Regions from separate parts of the Mus musculus genome. Here region 2 is linked to region 1. A link is a contact called in public HiChIP or PLAC-seq data. All regions are on one chromosome and are shown on one strand. The core of a region is the stretch at or near the end of the contact, and the rest is flanking DNA. Distances in the headings are between cores, read along the strand shown.

What was found. HiChIP or PLAC-seq counts read pairs in DNA pulled down with a chosen protein or histone mark.
Region 2: an H3K27ac HiChIP or PLAC-seq map of heart atrium shows a contact between it and region 1, with 6 times the contacts expected there. The contact joins the promoter of Erbb4 here to the enhancer-like site in region 1. A contact is called at or near these places in 6 of 484 Hi-C or Micro-C datasets (the HL-1 cell line, Sertoli cells, brain and 3 more), 8 of 115 datasets of contacts at active chromatin or transcription factors (cardiomyocytes, embryonic brain, embryonic midbrain and 5 more) and 1 of 9 other capture datasets (pancreatic islet).

What each region holds. Positions count from the first base shown.
Region 1 is chr1:68,941,970-68,946,687 of GRCm38.p6, forward strand. All of the region lies in intron 1 of Erbb4 (erb-b2 receptor tyrosine kinase 4), which reads right to left. It overlaps Gm51744 (a long non-coding RNA gene), which reads right to left. Exons shown (of 2, transcript XR_003948681.1): 2 at 10-4,718. Among named protein-coding and RNA genes, the nearest start is that of Gm51744, 12 kb to the right of the region's middle. Within about 2 kb of position 1,417, at least 2 of the 459 cell types and tissues checked have an H3K27ac peak or open chromatin away from gene starts, as enhancers often do. A contact at or near this core is called in heart atrium, where this site is marked.
Region 2 is chr1:69,106,492-69,111,495 of GRCm38.p6, forward strand. Erbb4 (erb-b2 receptor tyrosine kinase 4) reads right to left here and starts at 1,568. Exons shown (of 27, transcript NM_010154.2): 1 at 1,184-1,568. The coding sequence starts at 1,265.

The DNA.
Region 1 (4,718 bases), core at 167-2,666:
TTTATCTACTTTTTTTAAATCTGGCAAATGGATACTAAAGCATGTTTGTTTGTAACGTAATAGAGGCATAAATCCAAAGTACTACAAGTAAAAATTGCTGGAAAAGACTGAAGTAGCATGATATGTAGTCTCTCTCTCTCTCTCTCTCTCTCTCTCTCTCTCTCTCTCTCTCTTTCTCTCTCTCTATCTATCTATCTATCTCCCCCCTCTCTCTCATAATCACACACACACACACCATATCTTACTACTTCCTTATTTAAAAATTAAAGCATTTGCATCTTTAAATTTCCCTGAACTAAAGTGTCAACATATGCCTGTGATCATCAGATTTTCTGTAGTAGTATTTGTCTAGACATTCCAACTTCCATTTTAGAAACACTCCCAGATAGAGATAACTGGTTCTTTGTTATTGCAGATAAGATCGGCTCCCAGCCAAGAGTTCCAGGGCACTATTTTTGCCAGGTGCATATCAGTGTTCATGTTCTACACCAGCAGAACATTTTCCTAATTGTCTGCTATCTGTTTTGTATTTCCTTAATGACCAGCTGTCAAAAATCCAAGCACTGGTATTTGCAGTGCAAATAGGTAAAATGTAAAAATATGTTCTTATTTGTAAGGGTGAGTGTGTGTGTGTGTGTTTACTCTGGTCCAAAATGAGTAAACTTTAAATTCTACTCATTCAGAAGGAACACTAAAAAATTATATCTAAGTAGGATTTTCCATAGTCTTCCTTAAAAATCCCCAAACTAACACACACACACACACACACACACACACACACACACACAAATCCTCACGTAAAGTAAATGGTCACATCATGATTTATCAGTGTCTTTTCTATAGCAGTGTATGTATTCCTGTTAGAGAGTATTCGCACTGAATCGTAACTGATGCACAAAATACCTAGTAGACTAGATAGATCTGGTGATTTTATGTCAAGGAAGAAACATATCATTTATAATCCAAGGTCCAAGGTACTTTAAAAGCAATTAACAATAAAAAGAAAGAAAGAAAGAAAGAAAGAAAGAAAGAAAGAAAGAAAGAAAAGAAAAGAAAAGAAAAGAAAAGAAAAGAAAAGAAAAGAAAAGAAAAGAAAAGAAAAGAAAAGAAAAGAAAAGAAAAGAAAAGAAAAGAAAAGAAAAGAAAAGAAAAGAAAAGAAAAGAAAAAAGGGGAAAAATCCAGGGGCAAAAGGAAAGAAAATATTTACATACCCCCAAATAATTATTAGATTTAGGAATAACTTTTTCATTAAAGATAATATTTTCCCAGCCACTTCATTTGTGTGTTCACTGTCAGTGAAAATCAAATCAGGAGTTATCTCTTATACAAATTAGCATGGCTTTGGTGCTGGCAGGGCAGGCCATGTCTGGCAGGGTTCTATCTAAAAGGAGGCTTAGCTGATAAGCATGAGTGCTCACACTCTACGTGACAGTGTTGGAGAAAATGCTTTGGCAAGCCTTCCAAGAGTCTGATGTGTAGGTGATAGGCAGCCCCAAAGGGAGAAACATGCGGAGAGCCCTTAGCATTTCATTTTGTAAAAAATATTTTCCAAAACACATAAATTATGAGCTACACAATGGATTATAATTATTTAAGAAGGGCCCATGTCTTCCAAGACACTCATCATTTTACCAGGCCTCATTTTTGGTAAATGTTTACAACTTCACTACATATTTTCAGATTAATCCAATTTTATAATTGGGAATAATTGTTTAACACTCTGCCAACCATTACTTCACATAAAAGGCTCTGAGGAAATAATGGTTAAATAATGGATCCTAGAGTGTTCACAGGTGAAAGCAGTGTATCTTCACGTGATTACAAACCTTGATTTTAAGCCTATTTTCTTTTAAGCTTTGAAAAACTATTGCTCAGGAGAGGAAGAAAATAACATCAATTGAAGCATTTTGAGACTATTTTTTATTTGTGACACAGATGTATATTTGTGGAAGAGAGTTTAAAAAGCAACATTACTTCATAATATATTTCTATAGATTTATTTTTAGTATTTTTAACTAATAGTCTGTGGGTGTGGAGGTTTTGTGAAGCTACTGCAGGTGCCTATGGAAGCCGGAAGCCTCAGATTCTCATGTACTTGGAGTTAAAGATAATTGTGAGTCACTCCAACATGGGTGCCATGAGCCAGACTCAAGTCTGTTGTAAGAGAATTCCTGCTTCTGACTGCTGAGACTTGCAGCCCCTGAAAGTGAAGCTATAAGTACATTTAAGAAGCCCAGTGCATTTGGCATAGTGACATTGAGTCTCTACTATGAATTTGTAACTTTCAAATTTTTGGCGAGACACCTCTTTCTCTCTCCTTATAAACTGGTTAGTGACGATCTACAGTGCTGAGAAATATTTTGAAATCTCACAAAGAGAAGGGAACATTTTTGAAAAAAAGGAAATTTCAACTCAAAAGACTATCTTCCTGAGAGTCAGAAGCATGCTTCAAAGATCACTGATCCAGGAAAGGCTCCTGAATGGACAACCTGAGAATATCCTAGAGCACTGTTGAGACTAAGGTCAGCCTGGAAGTCTGCTAAAGCACCATTGGGATGAATGACCACATATCTCACTACTGTTCCACAAAGGCATCTCAGAAAGATGAGAACGATATTAGCCCCAAATGTACTTACAGAAGACTTTTGTGTGCATGTGAAATAACATCCAAGTTCAATTGCAGTTAATGCTTACACCTAATACATCATAAGAAATACTGATTAAGAAGATAAATTCTTATTTTCAAATAAATTATTCGCACCCTCCCATCCTGAAAAACAAGAAACATCTGTTGCAGAGTGTGTATAAATAGATTTTAAAATTAAAGTGTGAAAATAGCACAAAGTAAACTTAATGTTGGTGTGTGGGTTTGCCTGAATTGGTTTCCAAGCCTAGAGCAATGGATCCCACTAGACATTGCACCATAAGCAGTCTGACAGTTCCATCACACTATACTCCAAAGATGGATAAAATCTTAGCCTCATAACGTTAATTAATCTCAATGAAGAATTCATGATGGTTACCCAAAACTTAGGCAAGGAAATAAACTGAAACCGAAAATTTAATGAGTGTCCATAAAGTATAACAACAACAACAACAACACAACATCATCAAAAACAACAAGAAAAACCCTCTAATTCAAATCTGAATGATATATCCCTACATGGGGTTGTATACTTCCCATAAATGAGATGTCAGTCAGGAATACTTTAGAAGAGGATTCTGATGTCAGTAATAACTATCAACTTGAAAGAGGCTAGAACTTCTTGGGAGACGGTCCTCTGGGCATGAAGATGAAGTGTGAAGACATGCTCACACCAGGCATGCTCATCATTCCTTAGGGTCAGGAGGATCTTGCACTACACAAAGCACTAGTATTCACCTTTTTCTTTATAGCTGTGGGTGCAATGTGACCAGCTACTTCAAGTACCTTGATTTTCCCACTGTGATCGACTATCCTATGAACAATAAACTAAAATAAACCACTCTTTCCTTATTTTTTTTTTTGGTTTCAGGGTATATTAATTGAAGTAAGAGAAAAGGCTAGGACAGGAAAATTATAACTTGTAATTTTAAGACCAGTCAGACAAGTTTAAAAATGGGATGTGCATGAGAATGTGACATTAATAAAACTGTTATAAGATTTATTAATTATTTCCTATAAGATTTATACCTGCAAGATTCATAAGACACCAGCCAAAGATGCTGTTTAACTTCACATTTAAATTAATTAGAACGCTATAAAATGAAGAATCCTGTTTCTTAATCATACACAGAATCATAAATGCCATGTGTTTTATAACCTCAATATGAATAGTTATTCCACATTGGACATTGCCAATAATGATCATTTCTGCAAAGCCTGCCCTAGAGTACATATAAATTTTATAAATACATTTGTGGCCAAGTAATAAAAAGCCAACAGAGATTTGAACAGAGGTTAATTTTTCAGTCATAGGAAGCAGATCTCAGCTAGAACTGCCAATGCTGGTTAGACAAATATTGTCACACCAACAGGGCATTCCTCCTCAGAGATGTGTCTTTTGACCTTGTGTTTTCCGATTCCTGGATATGGGATGGCTCCTATAGATATCTACGTTTCTAACAAGAAAGAAGACAGCAAAGCACAGGCTACCAGCAATATTCTAAACGATGTCCTAAAAGTTCCCACAAAGTTCCACTTGTGTCTCCTTGGTTAGGAGTGGCTACGTCCTTTGAGGTCATAAAGAAGAAAGAGTGCTGAAGAAACTCTTCCAGTCAAATCAAGGCACTGCTAGCAAGAAGAAGGGGGAGGAAAATGATGTGAAAGCAGATAGAAGGGAATAGCTTTGAAAATCAACCAATGCTGCTTATCAAATAGATCTCTTTCAAGAAAAACTAATTAAAAGATGAAAAATAAAAGACAGGTAAATGAATTTCCTTTTCTTTGGTGGAAGTTTTAAAGGAGAATGTCTCAGTTGTGAATCTGCTCAAAATTAACCTCTTCCTTCCCTCTTGGAAGGAGGTAGAGCTTATAAACACAATTGACTCCAAAGTCATTAATGTTAGACCTTTCACTAAAGGTGCAGAAATTTAATCAAAGCAGATTAATACTTCTAATATGCTCTCAATTTTGAGTTAATCTTTTGTATTAGATTCCCTGTGTGGTAGCATTTAACACTGAAATGAATTTTCCTACCATCAAAATCTTAGTTGTTTTAAGAATTTGAGATAAGAC
Region 2 (5,004 bases), core at 318-2,817, 160 kb after region 1:
AACTTTGAGCTCCTCTACATCGCAGCTGCTGTCATTGGCTCTGGCGGCCCCAGCACGACAGCGACACTGTTTCTCTCGGGGTCAATTAGTCCTTTTTCTGTCCAAATACCTGGGGCTTGGGCGATCCAGCCAACAGTGGCAGCGCTCAGGACGCCGCCACCCGGCCCGCCTCGGGCTAAGTCAGTGAGCGCCACCCGCGAGCTCTGCAGCCCGGCAGGGCAGTAAACAGAAGTTTAGGCCAACCCCAAGTTGCACTACTGGAAGAACTCTTCCCAGAGCCAAGTCCAGCATGGGGAGGGAAGGCCGAGCTCTGGACTCAGTATGCCAGGCTCTTTTAGAGAGAGAGAGAGAGAGAGAGAGAGAGAGAGAGAGAGAGAGAGAGAGAGAGAGAGAGAGAGAGAGAGAGAGAGAGAGAGAGAGATCATGCTGGCTGAAGAGTCGCACGCCCAACACACACACACACACACACCCTCTTTCTCGCCCCAAGTCAATCTCAAGACAGCCTAGAGATGCCAACTAAGAAGGCCCAGAGTCCCTGGCCCCCGGCCGAGGCGCGCACCCGGTGCGCTCCAGCTGCCCGGATAGGGCTGGGCGTCCGGTGTGACCCCGCAGGCTACTGGAGACTCGGGCCAGGGACCCTGCGCCAGCATGCTCAGGTGCCAAGCCCGGCTCCCCGGCCGCGCTCCGCCGCAGCCCTGCACCCCGGGGAAGGCCAGCCAGGCTCAGCTCAGGAACCTCCTGGCAGCCCGAAGAGGTGCAGCGATTCTCCGGTTTGGTTTGATTCCCCCCCCCCCCCTTCCCAGCTCGAGAAGGAGGGAACCTCCACTGACGGGCTCAGGTCTCCCACGCCCCGAACAACGGGCGCCACCAGAAGCGATCCCGCTTAGGCTCCCAGAAAACGCGCGAGAAAGAAAGAAGGGGGCTAAAGAGAGGGCGAGAGGGGGGACAATAATATAGAGGGTGGCAGGAAAGCGAAGTCATTTGTAGCATCAATTAAAAACACACGCACGCACACACAAAGGTAAGTTTGGGATGGAGCTAGGGGCGACCCAAGGCAGAAGCCCGGTCCCTAGGGTCCCTGGAGCCTAAGGGTGACAGAGGGGCGAGGGAGAAGGGAAACACCGGAGGCAGTGGCGGGTTCAACAGCTGGAGCGCGACCGGGAACCGCGAGACCGCGACCCACCTGACTGAGAAGCGCTGGGCTGGACGGTCCCCGCTGCCATCAGAAGGCTCCCCCAGACCCAGAGTCCCGTCGCCAGCTTCATTTTTGGCAAGTCTCAGATCCCGCGCTGACAATTACATGTCCAAATACCATAGCCACTTGCGAGCACGCGGAGGAGATCTCCCCCCCTCAGCCGGGAGCGCGTGGGGGGCGCAAGGGGGGCGGGCGCGGCGCGCTTGGTGCACGGGCTTCCCGGGGCCGGAGAGCCAGTCGGCGACGGCGGCGGCTTCCAGGACCCGTGGACCCGCGGACCCGGCAAGGGGCCGCGGAGGAGGGCGCGCGGGTGGGAGTGAGCGCGACTGTGCGGCTGGTGCTCCGAGCACAACGTACAGCTAGTTCCCGGAGTGATCCTCCGCTCGCTCGTTCCCTCCTCACTTTCTCGCTCGCTCGCTCGCTCTCCTCACTGGTTGGTCAACAATAAAAAGAAAGAGGGAATAAAGGCTTCCAAAAAAAGTTGATTGCAAAGAGGCGGCGGGGTTCCGGCCTCTCCCCCCAAAACCGGGCTATGTTCAGCTCTCTCTTCAGTCTCCTTGCACCTCCTGTCCAAATCTGGAGGGAAAAGGAGGGGGTGTTGCTTCTTTGCTTCTCCCCGATCCTGTCCCCCTTTTTTTCCACTGTCAGCTTTCCTCACACTTGTCCAGCCATTGCAGTAATTAAAGCTCCGAACGTCATTTCCAACGCTCCGCGGTCTCCAGCCGCAGCCCCACAGAGAAATTAATAAGAGTCAGAAGAAAGATTTTTGAAAAAGAAAAGAAAAGAAAAGAAAGAAAAAAAAGAGGGGAGTGGGGGGTGGGAATCAAACAACCCTCCACACAACCAGCCAGGCTTTCCTCCGCTGCGCAAGCCCCGCCCCTGCTCTGACCCATGTAGCCACGCCCTCCCCCTAAGGAGAAATCTTATTGGCTCAGACACTCCCCAAAATCCTCTGCCTCTAGAGTTGGAAAAACACCTGTCAGACAGTGGGAGCAGCAGGGTCATGGTAGGAGCTTGGGGAAGCAGGATCTGAGAAGCTCAGTGGAGACCACTGTCTGAAACGCTCCCCTTGGGGCTGCCCCGGCAGAGGCCCTGGACAGCTGGCCCGCTGAGTAGTCAGTCCACCAGAAGGAATGCTTGCTGAACGAATTTTTTGACACAAGAACAGGGCATTTTCTTTATTGCTCCAAGGTGTCAGTCCATACACAGAACCTTCCCTAGAAATAGAAAGTCAACGTTGCTTTGGGAATAAAATATCTTTGTCCCTCGCCATCACCCAGAATATTCCATACTTAGCATACTTAGTACTTTAGAATGGATATTGTAGGTAGCTGGTAGCCTCGCAGGTAAGATGAAATCTTCCAATAGTTTTTTTTTTCCAAATAAGCCATCTCTCCCACCTTCCCAAGATGACATTGGGCCAAACTTAAAAATCCATATTTGTGAAACCACATTCTTTGATTCTGAAATTATGCAAACTCTCTCGTCTGTGCTGTTCGGTCTGAAGGTGTTTAGGAGGTGAGATCTTAGCTGACCTTCGAGCCGTTAGGGCCACGCCATAGCAGGGCCAGCTTGAGGCCCTGCACTTGCCCTCTTTGCAGGGTGTGTGCTTCCAAGGTCATCAACCGCTGTACGACTAAGTTTCTCTAAGTCTAAAATGCCCTGGAAGGGATTACTGTAGTCTGAGAGGCCACAGGTCTAAAACTGCTCTATGCTGGGGCCAGAACCTGTAGTGAGTCAGAGGATACTCCTTTGCTATGTGTACAGCTATTCTATGAAGGCATTTTCTATGCTTGCTCTCAAAGCAGTGACTAAATATATACAAAAAAAAAAAAAGCAAGGGTGCTTTAAAACCAAACCACCCTACTTCCTCGGTCACTATTGGAGTCCTTCCCCATCTCCCACATCTTCTGACTATGATCCCATCCCTTAAGAATTCCCAGGCAGCTGAAAACAGCAGTAGCAGAAGCCTGAAGCTTGAAGCCTTTCCTTGGCCCCACAGTGTGTAACAGGCCCACTGCAGGTCAAACAAACTGCGTGTGCTTTTTATCCAGAAGCAGCCCAGGGCAGAGAAAAAATGGATCCCCAGAGCCAGAGAAGGGGCCTTGACTAGAATGGCACTGACTACAGAAGCACATGCACCGGGCTTGGGAGTTATCTCTATTTTCGTCTTTATCTCATTTCTTCCTTTCATTTAACACAATCTCGGCCCAGTTTACCTGTCTTCCATCAGCTTATGATTACTTTCAGATACGTTTTCTCCGTAAAAGCTGCTCATTTTTACATCTGCCACCACAATAACAATTTCAGTGACAAAACAAGCTACTTCTAGGGGACTGGAGGGAGTTTCAGCTCCTACATTTTGTTGGAGTCCAGTTTCTGGTGACAGTTATTTTTGAAAAGGGAAGAAATTATAATAGCTAAATTATAACTCCTGTTATGAGAAAAAGATTGGATGTGTAAATATCTCGTGTTGTTTTCTAGATGTGCCTATTATGAGGATTTCTTTGTCTTCATTTACCTGAAGAGAGACTGAGAGTATAGTACCTGGCATGCATGAAACCCTTAGTTCAAGTCTTAGTACTCAAAAATAATAACTCCTATCCTGCCATTGCTGCAGATCTTTATATATTGCTGCAGGACCTCTATATGTGTTCTTACTTCACCTACATTTTCCAGACTAATTCTTAGCAGAAGAGGACTTTTAGTTACAATCATAGATGTCACCATCTCCATAGAGCTGACTTTCACCAATTACGTTGCCAAGGTACCTATAATTTGTATCTAAATCTCAGTTGGGTTTGTCTTGACCTATATTTTCCTGGTTCTTACTGAATCAAACAGTAATTGACCTGGCCATGGGTTGACATTTGACCAACAGCTTTCGAGCCTACAAACTGGACATAAAAGTTGTAACTTATAGAAGCATGCCATATTCAATAGGGACAAATCTTATATTTTAAAGCCTAGCTTAGATCATTTCAATCAGAAACAGACATGTATAGAGGAACATGGTATCCTGAGTGGGGCCATAAAGATTAAAACAGAATATAAAAGAATTATTATTTTATATGTCTGCTCTCATCAGCTTCCCATGTCTGCTGAATTAGCACATGGAGGAAAAGGATCACAGAGAACATTTTCTACCTGGTATGGGAAGGACATGCTATCTGAATTGCCAGAGGCAAAAACAGATCTCTGTATTTCCCCACTTTGCAGTGTGGTGTTATAATAAAATCTTATCACTTGACTAAAATGTGTAGCTGAGACTTAAAACCAGGCCAGGCGTGAGGATGGGGTGGTGGTGGGTGGTTGGGGAGAGACTAAGTAACTCATTATTTTTCCAACCACAAACAAGGAGCAGGAACGACCTGCTGAATACCTTCTCCCTTGATTCTTATGAATCTGGAAATCTGCCCACATTACAACACTCTAGTGGTTCTAAGTTGGACAAGTCAAACACAGAAAAATGCATCAGTCACTGTTGATTAGATGAGAGACAGTCCTTTCCACCACGTCCCTCCCTGGGATTTCTGTTCCTGGGAAAGAAAAAGTTTCACATTCATTCTGTCCGTGCAACGAGAAAGAATGAAACTGCCATTTGAAAGGAACAAAAGTCCAGATGGGTCTGGAAAGGATTCAAGCTCTTTTTGTAGTGTTTTCATTTAGCTAGTTCAGTTTTCCCTTTGTTATCTGAAACCAGAACTGCATGGCATGAGAAAAGAACTTTGCAACTTGAACGAGGTGGTGAAGGTCCTCATTCTCCCTAAAGAAGATGTCTTCACATGGGCCAAGCTTCAGTTTTCTGG